Regions from separate parts of the Mus musculus genome. Here regions 2, 3 and 4 are each linked to region 1. A link is a contact called in public HiChIP or PLAC-seq and promoter capture Hi-C data. All regions are on one chromosome and are shown on one strand. The core of a region is the stretch at or near the end of the contact, and the rest is flanking DNA. Distances in the headings are between cores, read along the strand shown. Region 1 holds the start of 4833427F10Rik (RIKEN cDNA 4833427F10 gene). Region 2 holds the start of Abcf1 (ATP-binding cassette, sub-family F (GCN20), member 1). Region 3 holds the start of Psors1c2 (psoriasis susceptibility 1 candidate 2 (human)). Region 4 has its middle 9.0 kb from the start of Gm41577.

Region 1 (2,700 bases), core at 155-2,654:
GCTACATGAAATCTAGTCTCAAAAATAAATAAATAGAGATATTTGCATTTTTCATTGATTTGTAAGGAAGGATCCTTTCTTCCTTTGTTTCTTCCTTTTTTTTTTTTTTTTTTTTTTTTTTTTTTTGAGACAGGGTTTCTCTGTATAGCCCTGGCTGTCCTGGAACTCACTTTGTAGACCAGGCTGGCCTCAAACTCAGAAATCCGCCTGCCTCTGCCTCCCAAGTGCTGGGATTAAAGGCATGTGCCACCACACCCGGCTGTTTCTTCCTTTTTGTTTCCTTCTTTGTTTCTTTGTTTCTTTCTTCCTTTCTTAATTAATGTCTGTGAGTGTTTTGCCTGTGGGTATGTACCGGCATCACATGCATACATACAGTACCCACAGAGCCCCGAAGAGGGCTGGCCTTATCTATGGTTGTGAGCCTCCTAGAACTCACTGTGTAGCCCAGGCTGGACCCAAACTTGTAATGATCCTCTTGCCTCTGTCTCCTGAATGCTGGAATTGCAGGTGTGAGGTACCTTTTAAGGATCATCTCTAAGCTGATCTCTAACACAGAGCAAACTTTCCATCTCTGTCTTTTCTTACACTGTCTCCCCAATTGCTCAGGATTACACATGTGAACTATGTTCAGTAAATAAAGGAGTATTGAAGACTCAGTCAAGTAAAACAGCTGTGTGGGTCAGGCACCTTGAAAATGTCACAGATGGCTCAAATCCAGTTTTTTCTTTTTCTGGAGATAAGGTCTCGTGTAGCCCAGGCTGGCCTCAAACTCCTAATGTATCTGAAGATGACTTTGAACTAATGATTCTCCTGCCTGTACCTCCCAGGTGCTGGCATTACAGATGTGTACCACTATGCCTGTCTTAGGGTTTTACTTCTGTGAACAGACACCGTGACCAAGGCAACTTTTATAAGGACAACATTAAATTGGGGCTGACTTACAGTTTCAGAGGCTCAGATCATTTTCATCAAGGTGGGAACATGGCAGCATCCAGGCAGGCATGGTGCAGGAGGAACTGAGAGGTCTACATCTTCATCTGAAGGCTGCTAGCAGAATACTTACTTCCAGGCAGCTAGGATAAGGGTCTTAAAGCCCCTGCCCACAGTGATACACATGCTCTAACAAGTTCCCACCTACTTTCACAGGGCCACACATTCTGATAGTGCCACTCCCAGAGCCAAGCACATACAAACCACCACAATGCCTGGTTTTTTGTGGTACTGGGAACTGAACCCAGGGCTTCTTCCATTCTAATTGATTACACTATCCACTAAGTTCCAACCTTAGTCCCCATTCATTTTGATTAAAAGCTCTTTTGTACATTGAAGTTTCTGATTCTTTGTTATGTTACCAAAAACCCCTTGCCATGAGACTGACTCTCATGGCAAACTCTGTCTCCTGTCTCTTGATGTCTATCAGGGCAGAGATTCCCTCTTGGTGAGCAACAAAACTGTCCTTTCTGACTCCTCCCCACGTCCCAGCCTGTGAGACGAAGCTTCCTTGTATGGCGTCCTGTTGCTGGAAGGGTCTCCTAGATGTCTGACCAGAGCTCGATGTTCTATATAGTCTGCCATAAATCCCCGTGTCTGACAGGCCTTGATTTGCTGCCATGGCATTCAAGGTATGCAAACAGCTTGGAGTGTTCTGCCAGGCTCGAGCGGAGGCCTTGGGTAAGCTTCTGCCTGTGGCACGGTGTGTGCCCGTTTTTGGACACAGCTTCTCATACTGTGTCACTGAGAAGAGTGAAGCCAGGTCACATCAACTATAGCTGCAAAAATTCTGAGCAGCTGGGCCTGCTGGGATACACCTGTAATTTCAGTGCTGGGGATGCGGAGGCAGGAGGATAGCTCTAGAGCTGTGTGTGTGTGCGCTTGTGTGTGTGTGTGTTTGGGCTTGTGTGTGTTCAGGGGTGTATGTGTGTGTTTCCAGGATCAAGCAGGGAAGATGGAGGACAACGTGTGGGAGTTGGTTCTTGCCTCTCACTGTGTGGGCACGGAGGACTGAACTGAAGTCATCCGACTTGGTGCCAAGGGCCTCCACCTGATGAGTCATGGAGCCAGGGGAAAAGAAGTGTTTCATGAATTCTGACTCTTATAATGAGGGCAAGGAACAACCTTAGAAGAAAAAAATAAGTGTTGCTTAGGAAAATGAAAAGCAGGTAAGTGCCTTTAATCCAGCACTCAGGTGGCAGGGCGGGAGGGTCTCTGTAAGCTTCAGGCCAGCCTGATCTACATTGTAAGCAAGTTTCAGGCCACTTGGGGCTACGTAGAGATCCTGTCTTTTAAAACCAAACCAAACAAACATCTCTGCTTCTTAAAAATGTCCTCCTGCTACATTGCCGGGGGCCGATGTTTGATTTTTAGAGAGTATTTGCTTACACTCCAGGGAAGTTAGGCAAAGCTGGGAGTTCACAGCGGCTAAGCTGACTGCAGGCCTTCAGAGCGCTCGCTCCTACAGGAGTTTTATCAACCCAATTCGGCAGAGGATGCTGGAATTTACCTAAAGTCACAGAGTGAGACAGGGTCTTTCTCTGAGACCTGAGGCACACAGATTAGATGAGGCTGCCTGATCAGCAAGCCAAGGGGCCTTCTGTCTCTATGTTTCCAGCACTGGGTTTAAAGTTCATGTTGCTCACCCTGGATGTTTATGTGGGTGCTGAGGATTGAACTGTGGTCCCTGTGTGTGTGTGTGTGGCAAGC
Region 2 (2,826 bases), core at 180-2,679, 200 kb before region 1:
GGACATTTGCCTAGTATGTGTGACACTGCCTTAGGTTCCATTCTTGGACCATATAAATAAACCAGGCACATTAACACAGGTGTGTAATCTCAGAGCTCAGGAGGGAGACAAGAAAATGGGAAATTGAGTATCATTGGCTACTTAGAGGACTTGAGGCAAGACTGGACTACATAAGGAAAAGAAGAGCATGACTGAAGACAGGAGCTGCCCCAGGTGTGGAAACCCTCATCCAAACCCCCATGCCTGTCAGTCATTAGCGTTAAAGCCAGCCATCTCTTGATTGTGGTTTGAAAGGTATATGCTTCCTGGGAGGCAGAGGCAGGTAGATCTCTGAATTCATGGCCAGCCTGGTCTACACAATGATTTCCAAGACAGCCAGGGCTACCCAGAGAAACCCTGTCTCAAAAAAAAGGGGGGGGGGGCTTGTTTGTCAAAACTTACAACTGCTCATTGCTTGCCATTTTATGTGCAATTACAGTAGGTCAATTAGGACAAAATTATCACACACACACAAAACTCCAGGTTCCATTGCATAATAGTTATTGGGGTGGAGTTCCTTGGTTATATCTGTACACCTGGATATTTATTGACATGTCAACCAAGGGCGAGTAAGGTTACACTTTCCTAAGCCGACTGGCTGTGGTGTCTTTAAATACAGTTTACAGTACGTAGGATTAGAAAAAAATAGGATTAGAAGTAGTGAAGAATGACTGAAGAGGTGTACTGTTTTAAATAAAGTGGCCAGTCAGGCATAATAGTACAGACTTGTAATCCTGGCTCTCCCAGAGGCAGAAAAGCAGGCGGAATTCTAGGAGTTCCAGGCCAACCAAGACTACATTGTGAGTTTCAGAGCAGCCTAAGACTACACAGTGAGTCCCTGGTTAAACAACAAAAAGGATTCAGAACAGGGTGTGTCGACAAACCTCAGCACTCCTACCAGGCAGTGGTGGCGCACACCTTATTAATCCCAGCACTTAGGAGGCAGGGGCAGGCGGATTTCTGAGTTAGAGGCCAGCCAGTGTTACACAGAGAACCTTGTCTGCAAAACAAAACAAAACTCAGCACTCCGGAGCCAAAGGCAAACGCCTCTCTGGGTTGGAGGTCAACCTCAGCTACACAGCGAGTTCCAGACACCAGCTAGGATGACACAATCAGATGTCTACTTCTGCCTACCTGGAAATTACCATGTCCTTCTTTGAGTGTCACCGCGTCGCAGCATCAGCTGCTTAGGCGTTGGGACGGTCATGACGCGCTGCCCACTCCAGTCAAGTAGGTGACGTCTCTGGCCACACCCCCAAAGCCGCAATGCCGCCACGCCCCTTTGCCCCACGTGTCTGCGCAGCAGACCCTCCGCGGGTCGGGGCGGAGCCTACATGGAGAGCCCGCCCACTGGCCGGCCCACATCGCCGGAAGCGGAAACGGCGCCGGGCGCCGCTGGAGGACTCTTAACTGCCGCCGCGATGCCGAAGGGTCCCAAGCAACAGCCGCCCGAGCCCGAGTGGATCGGGGACGGCGAGGGCACGAGCCCCGCGGGTGAGTGGGGAAGGAGGCAGGAGTGGCGGGGACGGCGGCGGCCTCCATGGAGCGTGGGTCCTGCGCATGTGCGCCGGGGCAGAGGCCGCGTGCCCCGGGCCGTCCTAGAGCCCAGAGAGGCGGACGGGAGACGGGAAGACCATATGTCACCGAGGGAGGGACGGCAGGACAGGAACTAGAATTGTTGACTTCTTTCCTACCGCGGTGAGGGAGCGTGCCTTGAATCGTGTGGTGCGCTCCCAACTGCACTTGCCTCCCTCCCAGAGAACAACAGCTCCTTCGTGGACTCCAAAGGCTCGGTCCCGCTGGACTGCACTAGGTGCTGTCTTTATGTCAAGGGCTAGGATCAAGGTTTACTTTAATACTCATGCGATGTGCTTTGTGCGTGGTATAAAGGTCTCTTTTTTTTAAGACGTTCTCTCAGCCAAGCCTTGGGGGAACACGCCTTTGATCCCAGCATCAGGAAGCCGAGGAAGGCGGATCTAAGTGAGTTCGAGGCCAGCCTGGTCTACAAGGCGAGTTCCCTGACAGCGAGGCCTACACAGAGAAGCCCTGCCTCGAAGAAAACAAGATCACTCTACATAGCCCTAGCTGTCCCAGAACTCACTCAGTAGACCATGCTACCCTCCAAGGCACAGAAATCTGCTTGCTTCTGCTTCCCAGGTGCTGGGATTAAAGGTGTGTGCCAGGATAGATTTAGGAACACTAGGCTCTGGCAGTGACTTTTGTAAGAAGTGTCAAAGAAATAGTAAGGAAGTGAAGACTGAAGAGTTGCTGTCAATCAAGTGCCTGGTGCAGAACTAAAGACTGGGCAGATAAAAGGGTACAGAAGGATGTCACTCTATTAATCAAAGTGCAGTTTAAGGAGTGGGTAGTGAGCTGGGCAGTGGTGGTGCACGCACGCCTTTAATCCAAGCACTTGGAAGGCAGAGGCAGGCAGATTTCTGAGTTCCAGGACAGCCAGGGCTACACAGAGACACCCTATCTCGAAAAAGAAAACAAAACAAAATAAGAGAGTGGGTAGTGGACCATTAGTAGGTAGTAGTGCTTGAGAAATACCTTTAATTAAAAGGTGTTTTGTTCTTTGAGGTGGGATTTCACTATGCAGCCTGACTAGTCTGGGACTCACTATGTAGATCAGGCTGGCCTGGAACTCATAAAGATCCATGTGAGTCTGCCAATTGAATGTTGGTGTTACAGATGTGCACCAACATTCCTAGCTGGAAAGAAAACAAACAAACAAAAAATTAGTATTTTATGTGTATGGGTGCTTTGCCTTTGTACTGCACACAT
Region 3 (2,783 bases), core at 25-2,524, 240 kb after region 1:
CTGATCAAGAGAAGCGAAGGGACAACATAATGACTGAACAGGGACCACAAAGTGGAGGGAGGGGGGGTTGCAGAGCATAGACACTTCCAACATAGAACACAATTCAAACAGAGACTGAGGAAGGGAACTAAGGGATTAGGGAAAATTGAGATTCTAAGCGGGCAGCCAATGAAAAAGGTGGGCTTTGGTGTGCTCTGTGGAGGCTCACGTTCCCTAGGGTCCCCTATCTATACTCTTCCTGGGGTGGGTCAAGGTCTGGCTCCTCCTGAGATTCATGGTCCATCTCAGGGGCAGGAGGCCAGGGGTTTTCTGGGGGCTGGGTTCCTGCTGGCCAGGGGTCATCAGGCAGAGGAGGTTTAGGGGGATCAGTGCTTGGGGGCTTTGGGGGCCAGGCACCACTGTCAGGAAGATCTCTCCAGGGACGGTTGGAGCCTGGAGGCGGAGGTTCATCAAACAAAGGAGGCGCCCCAGGCCAGGGATCACCAGGGATTGGGGGTCCCAGAGGCAATGGTGGGGAGTCCTCCTCTTCGTGGGTGTCTGTAGATCCGGGAGAAGGGTCGCCATTGCCTGAAATGCCTGTAGAGGAGGAAGGAGAATAAGAGATACAGTCGCAGAACACTTCCCACCCAGCTTCATACCCAAAGGTTGAGCCTCACTTAGACTAGCACAGCCTGAGCCCCAAAACAGATCTCAGAGTGACCCCCAAAGTGCTCTCCATACATTTCCCAAACACTGAGGCCATCTTCACACGGTGTGAAAGCCCTAGGCTCATCCGGACCACTGACACGATCATACTTCCAAATGGTTCTCTGTTCAACCTTGGTTGGGATACTCCACTGGAACCTCCCCCAGGGTGGTCTGCACTGGAAGTGGTCTTGGCCCCACCTGTCACTCAGGCGCCATCTCTGTAATAACCAGCCCTCAGTCCCAGTGACTCCCTAGGCCTGGTGACTCCACACAACTCTATCGCATCCCTCCACCTGACCCAGCAACATATTCAGAATCAAGGTGCCCCTGCCTGCAATCCCCTGAGCTTCCCCACTAAGGACACTCCAAGAATCCCTTCTGCTCTGCGTTCCTCTTACTCCTTTCCTCCTGGGGGCGTCCCCTCCCTAAGGGTGGGTCATTTCGACCATCTCCATCACCCCAGCTGTGCTCCTGGCCTATTCTGACGACTCACCTCCTGCACACAGGCAAAGGACCAGCAGGCCTAGCAGCTTCCAGGTGAGCATCATGGCTGTCTACTGGCCCCCAAGGCGGGGTGCTCCGAGTCTAGGTGCTTGAGAACCTAAGAGGCTTTATAGCAGAGGAGGTAGAGGGGGTGGCCAGTCTGTGGGGAGGGGCCAGCTCAGCACCCTAAGGAATCCCTACCAGAGCCTAACTGGTCAAACCCGTTTACAAAGAACCTGCCAGTAAGCATCCCTCTTTTCTGTCCCCCAGTCCCGGGGGCCGGGGGCAGCCGGGTCTATCAGTGACCCAGACCCCAGGAGGCTCCACCCTTGTTTTCACACCTCCTCCATCCACACCCGGCAGGAATCAGGACCCACCTGTCATCTTTATAATCACAAGGAAGGCTACCTTTCATCCGTGATAGTTATTGGAAGCCACAAAATGGGGGCAAACCTCGCGTGGGGAAGCTTGGTAATTAGAGGCAGAGGCGGGACGCCTGGGTCAGAAAGCACCCTCTAGACTGGCATCTCAGCCTCGGAGCTCCGTCCCCCCACTCCCCTCTGGACCATGCTCTCTGGCATGTCACCTCAGTCAGTCACTGGGAACTTCCCAGGCAGTGACATCTAAGGAATTCCAGGGGGAGCCACCTGGGTGACGCGGGAAGCCAGGATATCCTGGTTCCTGACCCCATGCAGAGGTGACTGCATCAACACCAAAGACTCAGGAAGAGCTCCCCTCCCCCACCCCTGCCCTTGTAACCCTAGAAATCTTCCTTCTTCAGGATGGCCCTGAGCATCAGGGTCCTTAAGACACACCCACCACCACCACCACCACCACCAAGAGAGATTGCTTCAGAAGGCTTGAGAGTGTCTGGACTACAGCTCCAATCCCCACACATCTGTCCCCACCTGGTCGGTTTGGGATTCTACTTATGGCTGATCAGGGAAACTTGGTTTCCACTTGATAGCCCTGGCCCCAGAGCATCCATCTTGATCCTGGACCATCTCCCTCAGGCTCCCAAGGTTTTAACCCATTGTTACTCTTCCTCCCTCCTCTCACACACAGATTTTTTTTCTTCTTTCCTTTCTTTCTGGTCTACAGAGTGAGGTCCAGGACAGCCAGGGCTACACAGAGAAACCCTGTCTTAAAAACCAAAAAAAAAAAAAAAAAAAAAAAAAGAAAAGAAAAGAAAAAGAAAATGTGAGTGTTTTACATACAAGTGATGCACAGGGAGGTCAGAAGGCATTGAATCCACCAGAACTGGAGTTATAAACAGTTGTTCGACTCCATGTGGTTGTTAAGATTTTAATCTAGATCCTCCGGAAGAGCAGCCAGTGCTTAGGACCACTTAGCCATCTCTCCAGTCCATCCCAAAGCCCTTCTGGAACTGTGCCCTGCCCCTGCCAGGAACCCCCTGCCGTCCATCACAGTCTGGAACTGTGCCCTGCCCCTGCCAGGAACCCCCTGCCGTCCATCACAGTCTGGAACTGTGCCCTGCCCCTGCCAGGAACCCCCTGCCGTCCATCACAGTGGCCCTGGCCTAGGACAGCATCTGCTGAGATTCCTTGAATGTTGACTGTTTAGTATCTTGCTCCAGGCATTCATCAACACCC
Region 4 (2,700 bases), core at 90-2,589, 170 kb after region 1:
TAAAAATAAATTCAATGTTTAAAAACCATAAGATTTATGAATATTTAAGATCTGTACAAGAAGAAGAAGAAGAAGAAGAAGAAGAAGAAGAAGAAGAAGAAGAAGAAGAAGAAGAAGAAGAAGAAGAAGAAAACAACATCCGGGCATGGTGGCACATGCCTATAATCCCAGCACTCGGGAGGCAGAGGCAGGCAGATTTCTGAGTTCGAGGCCAGCCTGGTCTACAAAGTGAGTTCCAGCAGGACAGCCAGGGCTACACAGAGAAACCCTGTCTCGAAAAACCACAGGGGGGGAAAAAAAGATCTGTACATTACAGTGTTGTAAATTTTACCGCGTTAAAATAAGAACAATGTAAAGGGTTTTATAAAATGATATCCTGAAGCAGTGATTCATTGCTCAGCTACCTGATTCGTCACAGAGCTCTCTCCTCTTCAGCCATACCTTTATTTTAAGACCTCCATCCTTCCTTCATCCTTGCATTAAATGTACAAAGAGCCTGCTTGGAGCCTGAGAAGGTCCCAAGAAGATGGGGAGACGGGACACACAGGGCGGGGAAGGCTCCAGGGATGACCTGCAGGTCACCGTGTGGGCAAAGAGACAGGTTTATAGACAGATGAGTGGCAGGCTGTGCCCAAGGCTTTTCAATTGTCCTGCCCCAGAGGGAGGCTAGAAACTTGGCTCAGAGGTGGGGCTGCTCACAGGCAGGAGACAGGTGGACCATGAAGAATTTGGGGAAAGAAACAAGAATCCAAGAATACAGGCTGCAACTACAAGCCAGGGCGCGGCCAACGAGGGTCAGAAAGATTGTGGAGCTAGAAAGCGTAGCACAGGAAAAACGGTGGGGTTAACACAGCGCTAAGGATGCCACACAGAGGAGTCAGGAGTTAGGCCTGCCATAACAGGAAGCCAGCCAGCAGGGCAGTATAAGGAGTACGGAACAAAACACAAACAAAAGCAAAAACCAAGAGCAGGTTGACCACTGAACAAGGGGAAAATGGAGGACAGAATCAGGCCAGAAAGCTCCACCAAGCCCCAGCAAACAAACACACACACAGCCAGGGGATCCCCAGCGTGAATGGGAAGGAAGCAAGAAAAATGAGGATTTCAGGACATCTCTGGCCAGAGCTTTCATTTATTCTTTAATAATTACATACATGTATATACTGGACCTTGACCATACCCACTTTCAGCTCCTCTGTGCCAACATATCCCTCTCACAATGCCTCACACCCCAAAACAACCCCTCACCTTCACCCACACACACCCCAGTCCACCCAGCACACCCCAGCACACCCCGTTCATATTTTCACATTTTCTTTATTTTTCCAGTGACTCACTGAGTAAGCAGGAGCTGCCTAAAGGAACATGGATGATCTACCATTGGCCACACCCCCAGAGGAGAACCATCTACCTGCACCAGCAGCCAGCAGCTGACAATAGCTCCTCAGATGGAGTGAGTTTGGGGTGAGATCTCCCGAGTCTCTCCCCATTCATGCTGGGGTGTCTACTATCTTGATCGTGTGCTGGTCTTATGTGAGAGCTCAGAGCCTCAACCAAAACCACAGAGCAGATGGAGCAAACTAGGAGGGTAAAGTCATAAACAAAGCCCACCCACAGGGACACTTCCTCTGCCAGTGTCAGTCTCCTAAACCTACCCAACAGCGACCCCAACTGGAGACAAAGTGTTCAATACCAGAGCCTATGAGGGACTTTCCTACTCAAACCACCACAGGATGCATTTGAGGGAGTATTGGGAACTGGGGTAGAAAGGAGGCAGGAGTGGGTTTGGGGTGTGAGAGAGAACTTTGCTGAGACACAGGGAGAGACAGAAAGAAAAGAAAGAAGAAACTGTAGGAAAGATGAAGGGGAAGGAGAAGGAATGTTGAGAGGCTGAAGAGAAGGCAGAAAGGGCAAAGGGGGAAGGGGAGAGAGCACAGAAAAGGGGAAGTGGCAGTCAGAAAGAAAACACAAAAATACAAACAAAAGGGCTGAAGAGATGGCTCAGTGTTGGGAGCACTGACTGCTCTTGCAGAGGTCCTGAGTTCAAATCCCAGCAACCACATTGTAATGGCTCACAACCATCTGTAATGGGACCCGATACCCTTTTCTTGTGTGTCTGAAGACAGTTATAGTGTATTCACACACAGAAAATAAGATAAATAAATCTTTTTTAAAAAATACAAACACAAGTTAGGTGTGCTGAACACAGTAATCCTAGCACTTCAGGGCTGAGGCAGGAGGATTGTGAGTCTGAGGCAAGTATAAACTACAGAGTTAGGAAGATGTAATTCAGTCGAGAGCTTACGTCACATACAAGAAGCCCTGAGTTTGGTCACCAGCACTGTATAAAGTAGGGACGGTGATGGGTACTGTGATCTCACCATCTAGAAGGTAGAAGCAGGAGGGTCAGAAGTTCACGGTCATTCTCAGCTACAAGGAGAGTGTGAGGCTAGCCTGGGCTATGTGAGACACCGCCTCAAGAAACAAAGGAGAGAGAGATGGCTCAGCACTTGAGAGCATTTGTTGCTTTTGCAGAGGACCTGGGTTTGGTTCCCAGCACCTATGTCACCCATAACCACTTGAAACTCTACCTTCAGGGGCTCTGACACCTTCATCGAGTTTATGGGCGCTTGTATACATGTGGTACACACACATACACTCAGGCAAATGCGCATAAATATATATTTATATATTTACATG

Evidence for each region. Promoter capture Hi-C pulls out the DNA fragments that hold promoters and counts their contacts. HiChIP or PLAC-seq counts read pairs in DNA pulled down with a chosen protein or histone mark. Capture Hi-C pulls out chosen DNA fragments and counts their contacts.
Region 2: a contact with region 1 is called in a promoter capture Hi-C map of adipose tissue. The contact joins the promoter of Abcf1 here to the promoter of 4833427F10Rik in region 1. A contact is called at or near these places in 1 of 39 promoter capture datasets (the HPC-7 cell line), 1 of 115 datasets of contacts at active chromatin or transcription factors (pancreatic cancer cells) and 2 of 9 other capture datasets (adipose tissue and pancreatic islet).
Region 3: a contact with region 1 is called in a promoter capture Hi-C map of liver, with 2.8 times the contacts expected there. The contact joins the promoter of Psors1c2 here to the promoter of 4833427F10Rik in region 1. A contact is called at or near these places in 9 of 39 promoter capture datasets (the 3T3-L1 cell line, the C10 cell line, the SN4741 cell line and 5 more), 1 of 115 datasets of contacts at active chromatin or transcription factors (pancreatic cancer cells) and 1 of 9 other capture datasets (pancreatic islet).
Region 4: a FOXA1 HiChIP or PLAC-seq map of pancreatic cancer cells shows a contact between it and region 1. The contact joins the enhancer-like site here to the promoter of 4833427F10Rik in region 1. A contact is called at or near these places in 2 of 39 promoter capture datasets (the C10 cell line and second pharyngeal arch cranial neural crest), 6 of 115 datasets of contacts at active chromatin or transcription factors (T-cell acute lymphoblastic leukemia, embryonic fibroblasts, embryonic stem cells and 3 more) and 3 of 9 other capture datasets (adipose tissue, liver and pancreatic islet).

What each region holds. Positions count from the first base shown.
Region 1 is chr17:35,771,154-35,773,853 of GRCm38.p6, reverse strand. It overlaps 4833427F10Rik (RIKEN cDNA 4833427F10 gene), which reads right to left and starts at 1,404. Exons shown (of 3, transcript NR_045459.1): 1 at 943-1,404. It overlaps Gm32409 (a long non-coding RNA gene), which reads left to right. Exons shown (of 4, transcript XR_876780.2): 4 at 1-30.
Region 2 is chr17:35,968,353-35,971,178 of GRCm38.p6, reverse strand. Abcf1 (ATP-binding cassette, sub-family F (GCN20), member 1) reads left to right here and starts at 1,429. Exons shown (of 23, transcript NM_013854.1): 1 at 1,429-1,533. The coding sequence starts at 1,461. Gm32655 (a long non-coding RNA gene) reads right to left here and starts at 1,394. Exons shown (of 2, transcript XR_385568.4): 1 at 1,174-1,394.
Region 3 is chr17:35,531,692-35,534,474 of GRCm38.p6, reverse strand. Psors1c2 (psoriasis susceptibility 1 candidate 2 (human)) reads right to left here and starts at 1,274. Exons shown (of 2, transcript NM_020576.2): 1 at 1,181-1,274; 2 at 1-576. The coding sequence starts at 1,235. The coding sequence ends at 224.
Region 4 is chr17:35,596,225-35,598,924 of GRCm38.p6, reverse strand. No RefSeq gene overlaps it. Among named protein-coding and RNA genes, the nearest start is that of Gm41577, 9.0 kb to the right of the region's middle. Within about 2 kb of position 1,339, at least 12 of the 459 cell types and tissues checked have an H3K27ac peak or open chromatin away from gene starts, as enhancers often do. A contact at or near this core is called in pancreatic cancer cells, where this site is marked.